3 separate regions of the Gossypium hirsutum genome follow, and regions 2 and 3 are each linked to region 1. The links are chromatin contacts, called in public Hi-C maps. All regions are on one chromosome and are shown on one strand. The core of a region is the stretch at or near the end of the contact, and the rest is flanking DNA. Distances in the headings are between cores, read along the strand shown. Region 1 holds the start of LOC107897854 (histone acetyltransferase GCN5). Region 2 holds the start of LOC107924562 (2-methyl-6-phytyl-1,4-hydroquinone methyltransferase, chloroplastic). Region 3 holds the start of LOC107923984 (phospholipase A1-Igamma1, chloroplastic).

Region 1 (4,484 bases), core at 779-3,278:
TTTCTATCACATTATCCATAGTCCTGGCCAATTAAAAGAATACATATTATCTCTTCTTCTTTTTTTCCATATCATATGTACATTTGGACTAAGCTTTCAAATCAAAGATGGTGTGTGTGTGTGTGTTTTTTTTAATTAAGTGGGACCATGAATGATGTAGTGGAAATGGTTCATAAAATAATTTCTCGCTTACCACTCTGGCAAAGAATCTCAAATGCATGTGCCATTTGAAATTAATTACTTTAAATAATTTTAACTAGTTATAATTTTTTTGTATTATTTTACTAAATAAAAGTTGTTTCATAATTATCAGCATTTTAGCTATCATGCTATATTTATAATAAATATAATACATGTTTATCACCAATTTCTAATCTTTTAATGATCTTTGATTTGGTTTAGTGTATAGTATAGCAAAAATAATTGTTAAGAGATTTTCGTTTGAAAATAAGTGAAATTATGGATGTTAAAAGCAACATTAAAGGTAAGATCTTGATGCCAAAAGAGCATTTTGGAATGATTTGGTTCATGGGTTTATTGGTTTTAAATGTTTTATTTTCATTTTAATGTTTGGATTGATGATTTTTTTTTTTGGTGAAAGATAAGAAAAGATACAACCAATTAAGCTATACCAAAGGGGTTATCTATAAGTGATAAGATATAGAAGTAACATATTTTAATCTTATTCTTAATGTATTTTTGGATGATTAATTATGCAAATTAGTGAATTTGATGCTCCTAATCCTTTAAATTCATGTTTCTATACTTAGGAGAGCATTTAGGAGCGAAAGGAGCAAAAAATGAGCCAAAATTGGACAAATAAAGCTGTTTTCGGGAGCCACACGGCTTGGGCATTTCTACATGGCTGAACAAACGCCCATGTGCCAACCCGTATCGATTTCACACCCTGCTTCCCAAATATGCGAAAAAATACAATTTTTAGGCTTTCTAGCATTCTAAACTCCATAAATACCAAATAGAAGAAGACATAAGGGAGCCATCAGAGAATATCGAAGAAAACACTCGAAGAACACCATCGGAATCAACTCAGAAGCGGATCTCCATCAAGATCGAATATCTCCTTTTAATTTCTTTCGAAATTTTATTGAGTTTCTTTATATCTTTCCAACCTAGCAAGCTATTTGGGTTGATTATCTTATTTTGTACTATTAAATTTTAAGTTGCTTTAAATATTTTTGACATTAATGAAAATTCTAAGTTTATCATTTTTTTTCTTTCATTTTTAAATGATAACTTTTATGTTTAGGTTGATTAGGATAATATAATATATTTAGGTTTTGGGTTTTAATTTATATATAAGAATTAGAGATAAATTTTAAATTTACATGTAAACTTTGATCTGATATGAACTTTGATTTGATATCATTTTATAATAGAAATTTCGATCTCAAGTTCATTGTATGAATAAAATTTTAATTATTCGGTTCTTTTGTACTAATAAAAAAATTTATATTTTATTTATAAATATAATTATTTGCGTATGTAATCTATGAATGTTAAATCAATAATCATATCAAATCAAATAAAAATATTAAATAATTATATTGTATTGAAAATTAAATCTGAATATTTAAATTATTCGTATTAATTATGATTTAATTTTCAGGTAGTGGGTAATTAAAACAAAGTTACCATTATTGTTCAATTGTTGTCTATTAAGGATTTTATTTTATTTATAGTTCTCTATGGTTGTATGTGTTGGGAATCTACTTCTATATTTGGTCTTTTACAGTAATGAAATATAGTGGATTTTGAATAGGATTATATTAGTAAGTAATAGTGTATTAATTTAGAGAGGAGAATTGATATAAATTGCTTAAATTGAATTTTTTATTTTTTAAATTTTTAATAATTTTTCATCAGATTAAAAGAATTAAACGAATTAATACCCAATTCGATTATTGGCCAAAAAAAAAAAAAACCCTTACAAACCAAACATTTTTATTCATTGGTTAAAATCTACCACAAGTCCTTATACTCTTTACAAATTAGGAATTTAGTCCTTAATTTAATTTTCATAGATAATTATTGACCCCAACGTTTTGGCCAACTGTAACAAAACCCTATTGACGAATTCCAAACCCAGGAAAGGGGGAGAACCGACACCGCCTCCGCGAAATGTAGACTTCGATACCGGCAAGTTAGTGTATCTGAGAATAACATTCAATTGAGCTTCTTTTTTCTTCTCTTCCCTCTGCAAAACCTAGCGTTACCCTTCAAAAGGTACCCTAATTGGATCGAGTTGACTCAGTTCGAGTTTCCATAGATGGATTCGCACTTAACCGCGCCGAACCGCTCTCGTAGCTCCCAGACCCCATCCCCATCTCACTCTGCCTCAGCCTCTGCTACTTCCTCCCTCCACAAGCGCAAACTCGCCGCAGCCGCGTCCGAGGACCACGCGCCTCCTTCCTCGTTCCCTCCGTCATCCTTCTCCGCCGACACTCGCGACGGCGCTTTGACATCCAATGACGACCTCGAGAGTATTTCTGCGCGGGGCGCCGACTCCGATTCTGATGCTGACGACTCAGAGGACGCCGTCGTAGACGACGACGAGGACGACTTCGACCACGAAAACGATTCCTCCATCCGCACTTTCACGACTGCTCGCCTAGAGTCTGGCGGGGGCGGCTCTGGTTCGGGTCGGAACACGAAGCTCAAGACTGAGAATTCCACTGTCAAGCTAGAGAGTGCCGATGGAGGGAAAGACGGTGCAGCCCCTGGTTCAGCACCAGTTGGGCCCACGGGTGCTGCCGCAGCAGGTGGGAGCTCAATAGCTGGGATTTCAACCAAGGAAGACGTTAAGATATTTACTGAGAATATACAGACTAGTGGAGCTTATAGTGCTAGAGAAGAGAGCTTGAAAAGAGAGGTAAAGTATCCAACGTTTTGAGTTGTGATGATAAAACCTGAACGCAATTTCTTTGCCCCAATAGGTTGTTTTTTCTCTTGAATTACGATGTATATATTAAAAACAAAAAATCAATTTCAGGAGGAAGCGGGAAGGCTTAAGTTTGTTTGCTATTCAAACGACGGTGTTGATGAGCATATGGTTTGGTATCTAAATTCTCTCTTTTAAGCATTCATGTTACGTTTTTTTCTCTGGATGATGTTGTAAAATCTTCGATAATGCATGGTTTCTTTAGTTATTAGTAGCCATTTATGACTATGGGGTAGGGTGTTTTGGTTTTGGATTTCTTGCAACTCACCATACTAACTTTGTGAACTGGTGATGGAAAATTAAGCTATATATATATTTTTTGATACTCAGGTTGATTGGGTTGAAGAACATATTTGGAAGACAACTACCCAACATGCCTAAAGAGTATATTGTTCGCCTTGTTATGGACAGGTATCAAGATAGACACTTTAGAAGCACACACTTTAAGATGAAAGACCTCGTTTTATTATGGATTTCTTTATTGGTTTGGGTCAAACATTCAGTCATCTTAATATATGAGTTGCTGGTTGACATTTTTGAACACATGACATAAGCCCAATTTTGATTCTTGAATATCTTGATTAATCCTCCTGCTGCTTCTAGCTGGCTTATTGTTCTTCTTTAATGAAATGACCTTCAAATTTGCTTGGTAATGAAATCATCAGCTTTTGTGCATTTTAAGGTCTCAGTTCTTCTTACTTTGGATTTTGTAGAAGCCATAAATCTGTGATGGTTATCAGACGTAATCAGGTTGTTGGTGGCATCACATATCGTCCATATGTCAAGTAAGATTCCTGGTCTTATGTTATTGTGAGTGAATCAATTTTCAGTTCCCTATTCAGTGTATTTTCCTATTTTGGCTCATTTCTTCTTCTTTGGTAAATTTTGTTCTAGTGTGCCTTCCCTAATATTGAGTTCTACTCCTGTATTATAATTAAAATTTGAGATTCTTAAGGGAATGAGTGATGACATTATCACAGTCTGCCTGTTCATCTCATTCAACAGTTACAGGACAATTCTAACACCTATTATTTCAACCTTAGAAATTTCTTTTGATGATGTTAATGCTTCATATGTTCTATTCACTGATGCTTGTTTTCCTGGTAATACCAGCCAAAAGTTCGGTGAAATAGCTTTCTGTGCAATCACAGCAGATGAACAAGTAAAAGGTTATGGCACAAGACTGATGAATCATTTAAAACAGCATGCACGTGATGTTGATGGACTAACACATTTTTTGACATACGCTGACAATAATGCTGTTGGTTATTTTATCAAACAGGTGTGATTGTTTCTTTTCTTTTGATTTTTTTTGCTGGATTGATTTCATACTTTCTGTAGCATAAATTTACAGGCGTAAAACATTTTCTTCCCTGGTCTTTTAAGTATATAAATTCCTTTGGAAGGCTCCTTTCTGTAAGAAAATTAGGTTGAAAAATATAAAAAGGAAAGCTTTAGGACTCTTGCAAGAGGGTAGATTAATCCAGCTGAAATTAAGTTTTAAAATGTTTTTTGAATGTATTAG
Region 2 (4,484 bases), core at 878-3,377, 240 kb after region 1:
CTTTTATTAGTTTTGAGCAATTTTCAATTCAACCAGTTCAATCATATTTTAAGAACGCTAATCACATCATTAAATTTTAACAGAATTCATGTTTAAAAGCAAAAAGAGATGTAGTTCATCCATTTTTCTTGGACTACGGATTGTTGGACTACGTCGAGGCTCAAATTAATAAATTTAATGGGAGAAGGCAATAGGCCTATGGCCTTTTGAGTTTTTCTCTTCGAAGACCCAAATTCATCATTTTTCTTTTCTAATTTTTAATTAGAATTTGGGATTAATTCTACTTAGAAGTGTTCATACATGAGGTCAAGTTAAATTCAAAAAATAGGCCTAATTAAAATTTTAGATCTGATTGATTGATAGGCTTGGAACTGACCTGAAAGGGAGCTTAATTTTTGTTTAAATCCGACCTTTTTTATATATGCTAAATTCGGACCTACCCTTATTACTATATATTGAATTCAATATATATATAAAATAAATTTAAAAAATATATTATATAACCAATCAACTTAGCAATATTTGGATGATCAACATGAACTACAATTCTGAGCTCAGATAAGAAATCGATGGTCATCTCTTCCAACGGACCATGGTTTAGCCGCTTAATCGCAACGGGGTTTCCAGTTTTCAATTTCCCTTTATAAACTTCTGCATACCTTCCTTCACCTATCCGAAAAGTGACACCAACATGTTTTTAGCAAAGATCATTGATGTTTTTCTATATCAAATAAATGAATGATTTGATTACCACAAGTTGCAGTCATGTCGGCGAAAGCGTTTCGATGTTGCCGTCTCCGTATATTGCGAAAACGAAAAGGTTCCCATCTCCTCTTTCAGAGGCTTTCTTGGTTAGTTTGATGTCAATTGGTGTTTCACCACTACAAGTGGAAAATTTTAACAAACAGATAGTGTGAACAAATTGAATGAAAAGAAATTAAAGAACAAGATGGCAAGAAACAGCAATGATTACAAATGCATCATATATATATATATATATATATGAAAAGAGGCCTAGAAAGATCAAACATGAGTATAAATACATAAACCCAAAGCTGCAAAACATAAACAAATGAGGGACTCAAAGGCTAAATGTCCAAAAAGGATGCATTCAAAAGTACCATAGCGAGCAGAATCTTTGGTACCTGAGAACCCACAAAAAAGGAAGAAGAAAATCATCAAATGCTAATTATTTTATGAAAATAAACCTTAAAATTAAACTCAAAGCATCCACACAATATACATATATACACATATAACATCAAAGCATAAAAACATATGAATATTCTAAAATTCTTTGAGAACCCAATGCTGCAAAAACACAAACAAAATGAAAATAAAAAAAAAAGAAGCAATATGCAAGAATATATCATAAATGAACAGAAGGTTCTTGCGTACCTCCCATGTTTTTTTTTTTGTTTTAAACCAGGGAGACCAGAGAAGAAAAAAAGAAAAAAGAAAAATAAAGCTAAAGAAATATGGAGATACTTTAAAAACAATAGCCAAATAAATTAGAAAGGGGAATTAGGAATAGGGAGGAGTCTGGGAATAAGGTTGAAAAAATCTCGGCCGGCCCAGGGTTAAAATTTTTTTACTCATGTTTATTTTTTAAACGGGTTTGATTTTTGAGTTTATATTTTTTTCTGAATTTTTTTAAATTTTGAGTGGATCTTTAACAGTTGTACCTATGGATAGGTATATTTTATAACTATAATTATGCCCTTTTTGTCAAAATTTAGGAAATTTTTTTTTTAAAAGGAAATTGCTAACTGAAATATTAGACAAGAAGTTGATTTATTTATTTTTGGTACAAGAATTTGATATATTCAATTGTTATTTACATAAAATTCTTGGAAATGAATTTAAACTTAAAATGAAAAAGAAAGGAATGAAAGATTATAAAAGAGAAAATGAAATTACCATAAATCATCTCTTTCAAAGAATTTTCATGTATACGTCATTCTCATTTCTCATTAGAAAGGAAGAAAAGTCGTTGGAGAAATGAAACAAAAAGAAGGAAATATAAATTGGATTAGGAACATGAGGAGAGTAAAGAGTCCACGAACCACGATTGACAAATAAGCGTATTGTATAGCCAACATCAGCTGATTTACTTCTCTTACTTCACTACATTTGAACCATTAATTCCTAATCACAAACATAAGCACAATAATTGATTCAAGCTAGAATTACAAACAATTTCTAATTACAGAGAATAAATAAACAAACCTGCAGACTGAAACCGCCAGAGAGCAGAGTCCAGTCCAAAAGCTGTGGTGTCCGTTTCCTTTAAGTCTCAACCAAAGTTGCAGAAAGCCAGACGCTAAAATACTAAAACTAGCTAGCCCAAAACGGTACCCTTTTTTTGCTCCAATCTCGTTTACCCTTAAGGTGTTTATCTTGGTAATTGATATTTTGCTCAAATCTTTCAACAAGTAAAGATTGCAGCTTTTCAAATCGTGGGTTTTTTTTTTTTTGCTTGCTTAATCCATGGCTTCTTCCATGCTCAATGGAGCAGAAAACTTCACTCTCATTAGGGGGGTAACCCCAAATAGGATTGATTTTTTAGGGTCAGGTTTTCATGGGAAACACTTGTCCAATTTGGGTTTAGCCTCTAGTGCGAGGATCTCCAGGCCAGGAACAACAATGGCTCCAAAGTGCGGCTTATCAGCATCAAGGCCAGCTTCACAACCAAGATTCATACAACACAAAAAGGAGGCTTTTTGGTTCTACAGGTTCCTCTCAATTATATATGACCATGTGATAAACCCTGGTCACTGGACTGAAGACATGAGGGATGATGCACTTGAGCCAGCCGATCTTAACAACAGGAACATGATTGTTGTAGATGTTGGTGGTGGAACTGGTTTCACTACTTTGGGTATCGTTAAGCATGTGGATGCTAAGAACGTTACAATTCTCGACCAATCTCCGCACCAGCTTGCCAAGGCTAAGCAAAAGGAGTCTCTGAAGGAGTGCAGGATAATTGAAGGTGATGCAGAAGATCTCCCCTTCCGTACTGATTATGCCGACAGATATGTGTCTGCTGGCAGGTACATTTTTCCAACTCTTTTGGTGTTACTGGAATTTGTTTGCTTGAAATGCACTGACTACATGTTTTCACAATAAGATGCAAAATTTTGGGGGTTTGTGGTTGGATGGTGCTCTTTGTAATTGTTATGCACGATGGCTTAATTGGCCTTGTCATTATAGATTGGTTTTATTGTTCTTGTCTCTACGATACGATTTTGTAGAAGATACTGTCAATTGGGGCATCTCGGAGTACATAATCTATAATCATAAAATATGGTAATTTGCTAGCTGGTTTGCATGGATGATTTATTTTGAATTTAAAGGTGGGGAGATGGTAACTTGATGAAGTTTTATTGGGATCATGCTGTTATGTTTTTCAGCATAGAGTACTGGCCAGACCCACAACGGGGCATCAAGGAAGCATACAGGGTGTTGAAACTAGGAGGAAAAGCTTGTCTGATTGGTCCTGTGTACCCTACATTCTGGTTGTCACGCTTCTTTGCGGATGTTTGGATGCTTTTCCCTAAGGAGGAAGAGTACATTGAGTGGTTTGAAAAGGCTGGATTTAAGGATGTCCAACTCAAAAGGATTGGCCCTAAGTGGTATCGTGGAGTTCGCAGACATGGTTTGATCATGGGGTGCTCTGTAACTGGTGTCAAACCTGCATCTGGGGACTCTCCTTTGCAGGTAATCACTTTTTGATGTGGGAAATGGCTCGCTGCATCATTTTGTTGAACTTTTTCTCTATTGTTGACCATGCATGTATTGTATATCTTGAACATCCCGTATTATGAGCAAAGGATTTGATATCTGAGGTAAGGGTATCGTACATAGTTCCCCTATGTTAGCCTCCAGTTTAAGGACTCATAATCATAAGCTTATATTACTCTGTTGGAACTGCCTCAATCTCCTTGTCTTCAATATTGTTGAAATTCTGGTTCTGCTTTTGCTGTTTGCTCTGCATTAACTCTCAATCACCAGTTTATAAATATTAAATTTTCTTCCCCTCGGTAACTATTAACTAAACATAAGTCACTCCCCTTCCCTCCTCCTTTCATAATATGAAGTCATTGTATCAAGTACATTCTACATGGGTACTTTGTGTGTGTGGTGCAAAACAATATCCTTCGATAATGCAGGTTACTTAATCCTTTTTTCTATGAGGCCTCCGCTTGTTGGTTAAGGCGGAAGTCTTGGGTCTTTGAATATCTAAGTTCGAGTTCACCATATGCAATTGCGATATGTGGGTTTCCAGTCCTACCATGTGTGAATTTTGTCCGGTTTGGTCTGAATATTTCGTACTAGTTTGATTCTACATTGTAATTGGGTGGACTTTTGTTTGTACTTGTATTGTATTTGTAATAGTGAAACTTTCAGAAAATAGCATTTCATGTAGACGTGAGGCCATTTCGTGTTATTACTAAACTCTCTTGCTTCTCATTTATCTTTCC
Region 3 (4,484 bases), core at 895-3,394, 170 kb before region 1:
ATTAATTTTAGTCCTTTCTGCTTATATTTTATTACGAGTGAAGAAAACCTGTTAAAATCATTCACATTGGTAATTTATCTTTCAGGTCAGATATATTAGTCAAATCTGAAACAAATTAATTATATTGGGTCAAAGAGATGGCTTAAGAACTAAAAAGGCATCTGAATTCTTGAAGTATATAAAAAAAAAAGGTTGGTTCTGTAGACAATCGTCCAAGCTTATATAATAATACTACCACCACTGATAGATATTTGTGTGATTATTGATTGCAAAATTGGTCCCAGTCAATTTAAGGTTGGGATTATAAGATAATAGTCTAGTGCTTAGAATACTGAGCATGCGATGCTTGCAGCACAATTATTCATTATGAGCTGTCCCTGATAGAAATGGCAACTCAATTCAATCATAGTTTAGGGGAAAACGGTTCCTGCAGGTCATAAAAACTTAAAACGGAATTCATTTCAATTATAGTTACTGTGAAAACGAGGGGTGCACTCAATTTCTAGATGTGTTTGTTGTTTTGTTTTCAAATCCTGGAAAATGACCAATAACTTGTTAGGTGACGACGAGGTTAAAAGAAAACCTAAAAGCGTAAAACCTGCAGTGCAGGACCACTAAGTAACACGTTCATATTCAACTATGGTTTAAGCATAAGAAACTAACCCGTCAAGTAAATGGAAAAGAGCTTCCAAATTATGTGCGCAACTAAGGTCGCCCGTCTCTTTTAGAAATGGCGAGTTTTTATGATCCAAAGACAGTTCAACTCCGACATGAGAGTAACTCCAGGGCAACCTCTCAGCCATCTTCATCAACAATAGTGGCACGTTTTCGTTGAAGAACAATCCTGGGGATTTAGGGACTATGTCATGCACATTCACCACCCTCAACACTTTAACTCCCAGCACTTCCATCCGTTCCTTGAACCTCACGTTACCTACCCTAGGACCCGAAAAGGAAAACACGCTCACTGGGACAGCTCTGCTATCTTGCAGCACATTTAGACCCGTTTCCACGATATCATATGCGCTGAGAATTGCCAAGGCACTGCCTAAACTGTGACCAGTTATTGTTAAGCTTAGCTCTTCAAGCTGGTAGATTTCGAGTAACCTTTTCACTTCGGTTAAAATTTGTTCCCTCGCTGAGAACTTGCAGAAGCGGCAATTCACATCTTTGTCGGTGTAGAGATCGAGGAAGCCTGATTCTACTTTTACTGTTGAATCGGGGCATGGGATTTTGTTCGAAGAAATGGGTTTGAGGAAATCCATTAAATCCGCAATCCACTCCAGGCGGGTCACGGTTCCCCTCCAAGCGACGACGATGTCGCGACGGCCTAAGCGTTTGGATATTTCGTCGTTGGAAACAGCGACGTAGCCTATCCAATTCGCACTCTTGCTCCACACTTTGGGCCACCGAGATTTCTTGAAAAAATTGGGAAGGTTAATGTTGGATGTTGCGAAGATGTACCTGGAGACCACGTAACCATGGTCCGCCATGGCTAGGGAGTCAAAGAACTGACGGGGCGTGAACCTGCAACTTCCACAGTATTTGGAAAATGGGTCGAAATCGAAAGCATCGTAACAGGCTTGTGCCATCTCGCCATATCGAATCAGCTCCGACCGTAGAAGAGGGTCCATAGGATCTAACATCCCAACCCAGTCATCCACGCCATGGATTTCTCTCCATACATCCGCCACTCGTCTTTCTTCTCGTGTTTCCTTGTCGAGTTCGTCGATGGAAGAGAACAAGGAGCCGCTTGTTTTAGACGAAACCCTAGGCATCCTAAGCGACCTTGTGGCAAATCCCATACTTGTAGTACGTTGAAGCTGAGGTTCCCGGCCTGAAAACGACACCGGACGGCATTTTTCAGACGGAAAAACCTGATGAGCAATGGAAAGAAAGGTTTTGGATAGAGAAATGGCCATTGAAGGTAGCAAGCTTTGGATGAAACGGGGGAGGTTTTAATATGTAGGATAGAGGTGAGCTTTAACTATTTTGGTCAATGGTGTTGGTGAACTTTAACTAGTTTTAGGTTTCAAGAAAGTTCTCGGCATCATCAAGTTTCATGCAAATAAATATATCATGTGATACCTTCAACCATTTCTGTATTTGTATTTTCTTTGAGAAAGGACGGAACTCCCTTTCAGGAAAATTTTTCATTTAGTCTAGCACGGAACACCCTTCCAGGGACCGCCCTCCCAACGCGTAAATCTTTCGTCCGTGAATTGGCCTCATCCATGACAAGTAAACTTCAAATTTTGTTTTAGGTATAAAGCACTTAATGAACATCAGTTTTTTAAATAAAAAAATTAAAATATTCTCAAATAATTTAATTTAATTACAGAATAATATTTTTATAAAATTTTAATTGAATTAAAATATTAACTACAAACCTCATAGTTGTACCTAAACCTAAACATATTCATAGTTTAAGTTATTCACTCAAGTTCAAAGACTTGTTCTAAAAGCGAGAAGATTTGAATAAAAATATATAAGTCTAAAAAGTGAACTTGAAAAAGAAAATAAGACCCGTTTTTTAAATGGGTCGAGCCTCAAGTGAAATTTTTAGTCTTCCCCAAATCAACAATGTAATTACAATGTGTACTACCAAACATGACATAGGAAATTACAATATAATTACACTTTGTTATTAAAACACATTTGAAGAATTACAATTCTTTATAACTAAAACAAAGTATAATTATTACTCTAATAATTAAATTTTTATTCAATTACTCCCTACAGTACAAATATACTCTAAATTTTGTATACAAATTCTACCTACCATTGAGGATGGGCTAATTCAAATCGATATTGAGTAGTGCTTTTTTATTTCTGGGTGCTTCTAGCCCGTACTTATAAAATAGATTATGTATAAGTTAAAGATAGATATATGTAAACAAGTATATAAAGAGTAAGAAATTGAACACATATTCTTGCAAGTTGCAGTGTAAACATATATAATTCAATACAATGCTATGTATATACATTATTAAATTTAACGCAACTATATATCACTATAAAATTTATAATCACTTTTTAAATATCACCAACACCTTTTTCTTTTCCTTGTTTAAAATTTAAAGTCAGTTTAATAAAAAAATTAATATAATATTAAGTATTAAACCAAAAAAAAAAGAGAGTAAATCTCATTGCTGGAAAGAAAATCTAAAACAGACCTTTTACCCATTTTATTCAATTTTTTCTTTTACCAATTAACTATATTTTTTCAATTTTCAACTATTCTGACCAATCTAATTTTCTTTCAACTTGAACAATATACTAAATAACTAAGCGTACATAATGACTTGGACTTATTTATCAAAGATCGATAATGACAGGACGATTGAGGAAAAATAAGATTCAAAGTGGTTGATGCATATAATAATTGAACTGTAATTTATATTTTTATTAAAATTTTAAATTATTTTAATGTCAAAAACATAATCTCAAGCCTCAAGCCCTAATAAAACAAAGAATAAATCCGAATTAAAAAATATTGATGTAAGGTTGTGGAAAAGAGGCAATTGGAGGGGTTTCACATGTTTACATGCATGCAGAGAGCTTTGGCCAAAAGAAACAAGTGTCGACATGAGTCCTGTGGTTTATCTGCAACAGCCCGATTTTGGGCTTAGTCGGAATAGTGGTTTCAGGACCACTATTTCGAGGCCAGAGAAAATTATTTTAGTATTATTTTATGTGTTATAATATAATTTTATAAGTGCATGTAAATTTTGGTAAGTTAATTTTAGCAATTTCTAGTCCAATTTCGAAAAAGGACTAAATCGCGTAAAAGGTAAAAGTTGTGTTTTAATACCTAAAGGTGTTAAATTGCCTTGTATCTTAAATTGGGGGTATTTAAAGTGAAATTAGGCCATTGAAAATGTGATGGCCGGCCATGGGAGACAAAATTGTTGAAAAGTCAAAATTAGGTTAAATTTGGTCACCAATTTTGACTAGTTTTATTATTAACAAATCAAAAAGAAAAAGCTATCATTTTTCTCTTCTCCTTCACCGAAATATGCAGCAAAGAAAGGGCTTTGAAGTTGGAGAATTTCAGCAACATATTTCCCTTGCTTGTAAGTGATTTTAATGTCTTTGCTTGATGATTTTTACATTTTTGGAACCCCTAAAGCATGAGCTTTCATATGAGGGGTCTATTTTGCAAAATGATGAAGAGTCTAGGGTTTTTCCATGAGAGTAAATGTGTTGTTTTCTGTGTTTTTATGGAAGATTATGAGTCCTAGTTGTCTAATAAACAACTTTTGTGAAAGAAATTGTATGAAAACACATTAAAAAGGGCTAGATTGCTAAGTTGTAAAATGAGTTGTAAATGTGTGAAATAGTTGAAATTATGAGTTGCTATAGTTATGAAAATGGTTCATCTAGACTCAAGGAGTAAAGAAATGTGATAAAAAATATTTTACGAGCCTAGGGGTAATTTGGTAATTTTGGCAAAATATAGGGGCAAAATTGTAAAAATTGCC

What was found. Hi-C and Micro-C count contacts between places; a contact is called where the count stands out from the background.
Region 2: a Hi-C map of leaf shows a contact between it and region 1, with 2.1 times the contacts expected there. The contact joins the promoter of LOC107924562 here to the promoter of LOC107897854 in region 1. A contact is called at or near these places in 2 of 34 Hi-C or Micro-C datasets (both in leaf).
Region 3: a Hi-C map of leaf shows a contact between it and region 1, with 5 times the contacts expected there. The contact joins the promoter of LOC107923984 here to the promoter of LOC107897854 in region 1. A contact is called at or near these places in 12 of 34 Hi-C or Micro-C datasets (callus, hypocotyl, leaf and 1 more).

Annotation. Positions count from the first base shown.
Region 1 is chrA11:14,712,373-14,716,856 of Gossypium_hirsutum_v2.1, reverse strand. LOC107897854 (histone acetyltransferase GCN5) reads left to right here and starts at 2,028. Exons shown (of 13, transcript XM_016823439.2): 1 at 2,028-2,890; 2 at 3,011-3,075; 3 at 3,290-3,370; 4 at 3,673-3,744; 5 at 4,073-4,241. The coding sequence starts at 2,288.
Region 2 is chrA11:14,476,033-14,480,516 of Gossypium_hirsutum_v2.1, reverse strand. It overlaps LOC107924562 (2-methyl-6-phytyl-1,4-hydroquinone methyltransferase, chloroplastic), which reads left to right and starts at 2,127. Exons shown (of 4, transcript XR_001691797.2): 1 at 2,127-3,053; 2 at 3,414-3,720. It overlaps LOC107923765 (a long non-coding RNA gene), which reads right to left and starts at 1,582. Exons shown (of 4, transcript XR_001691621.2): 1 at 1,399-1,582; 2 at 1,122-1,145; 3 at 752-881; 4 at 474-669.
Region 3 is chrA11:14,878,653-14,883,136 of Gossypium_hirsutum_v2.1, reverse strand. LOC107923984 (phospholipase A1-Igamma1, chloroplastic) reads right to left here and starts at 2,144. Exons shown (of 2, transcript XM_016854217.2): 1 at 664-2,144. The coding sequence starts at 1,922.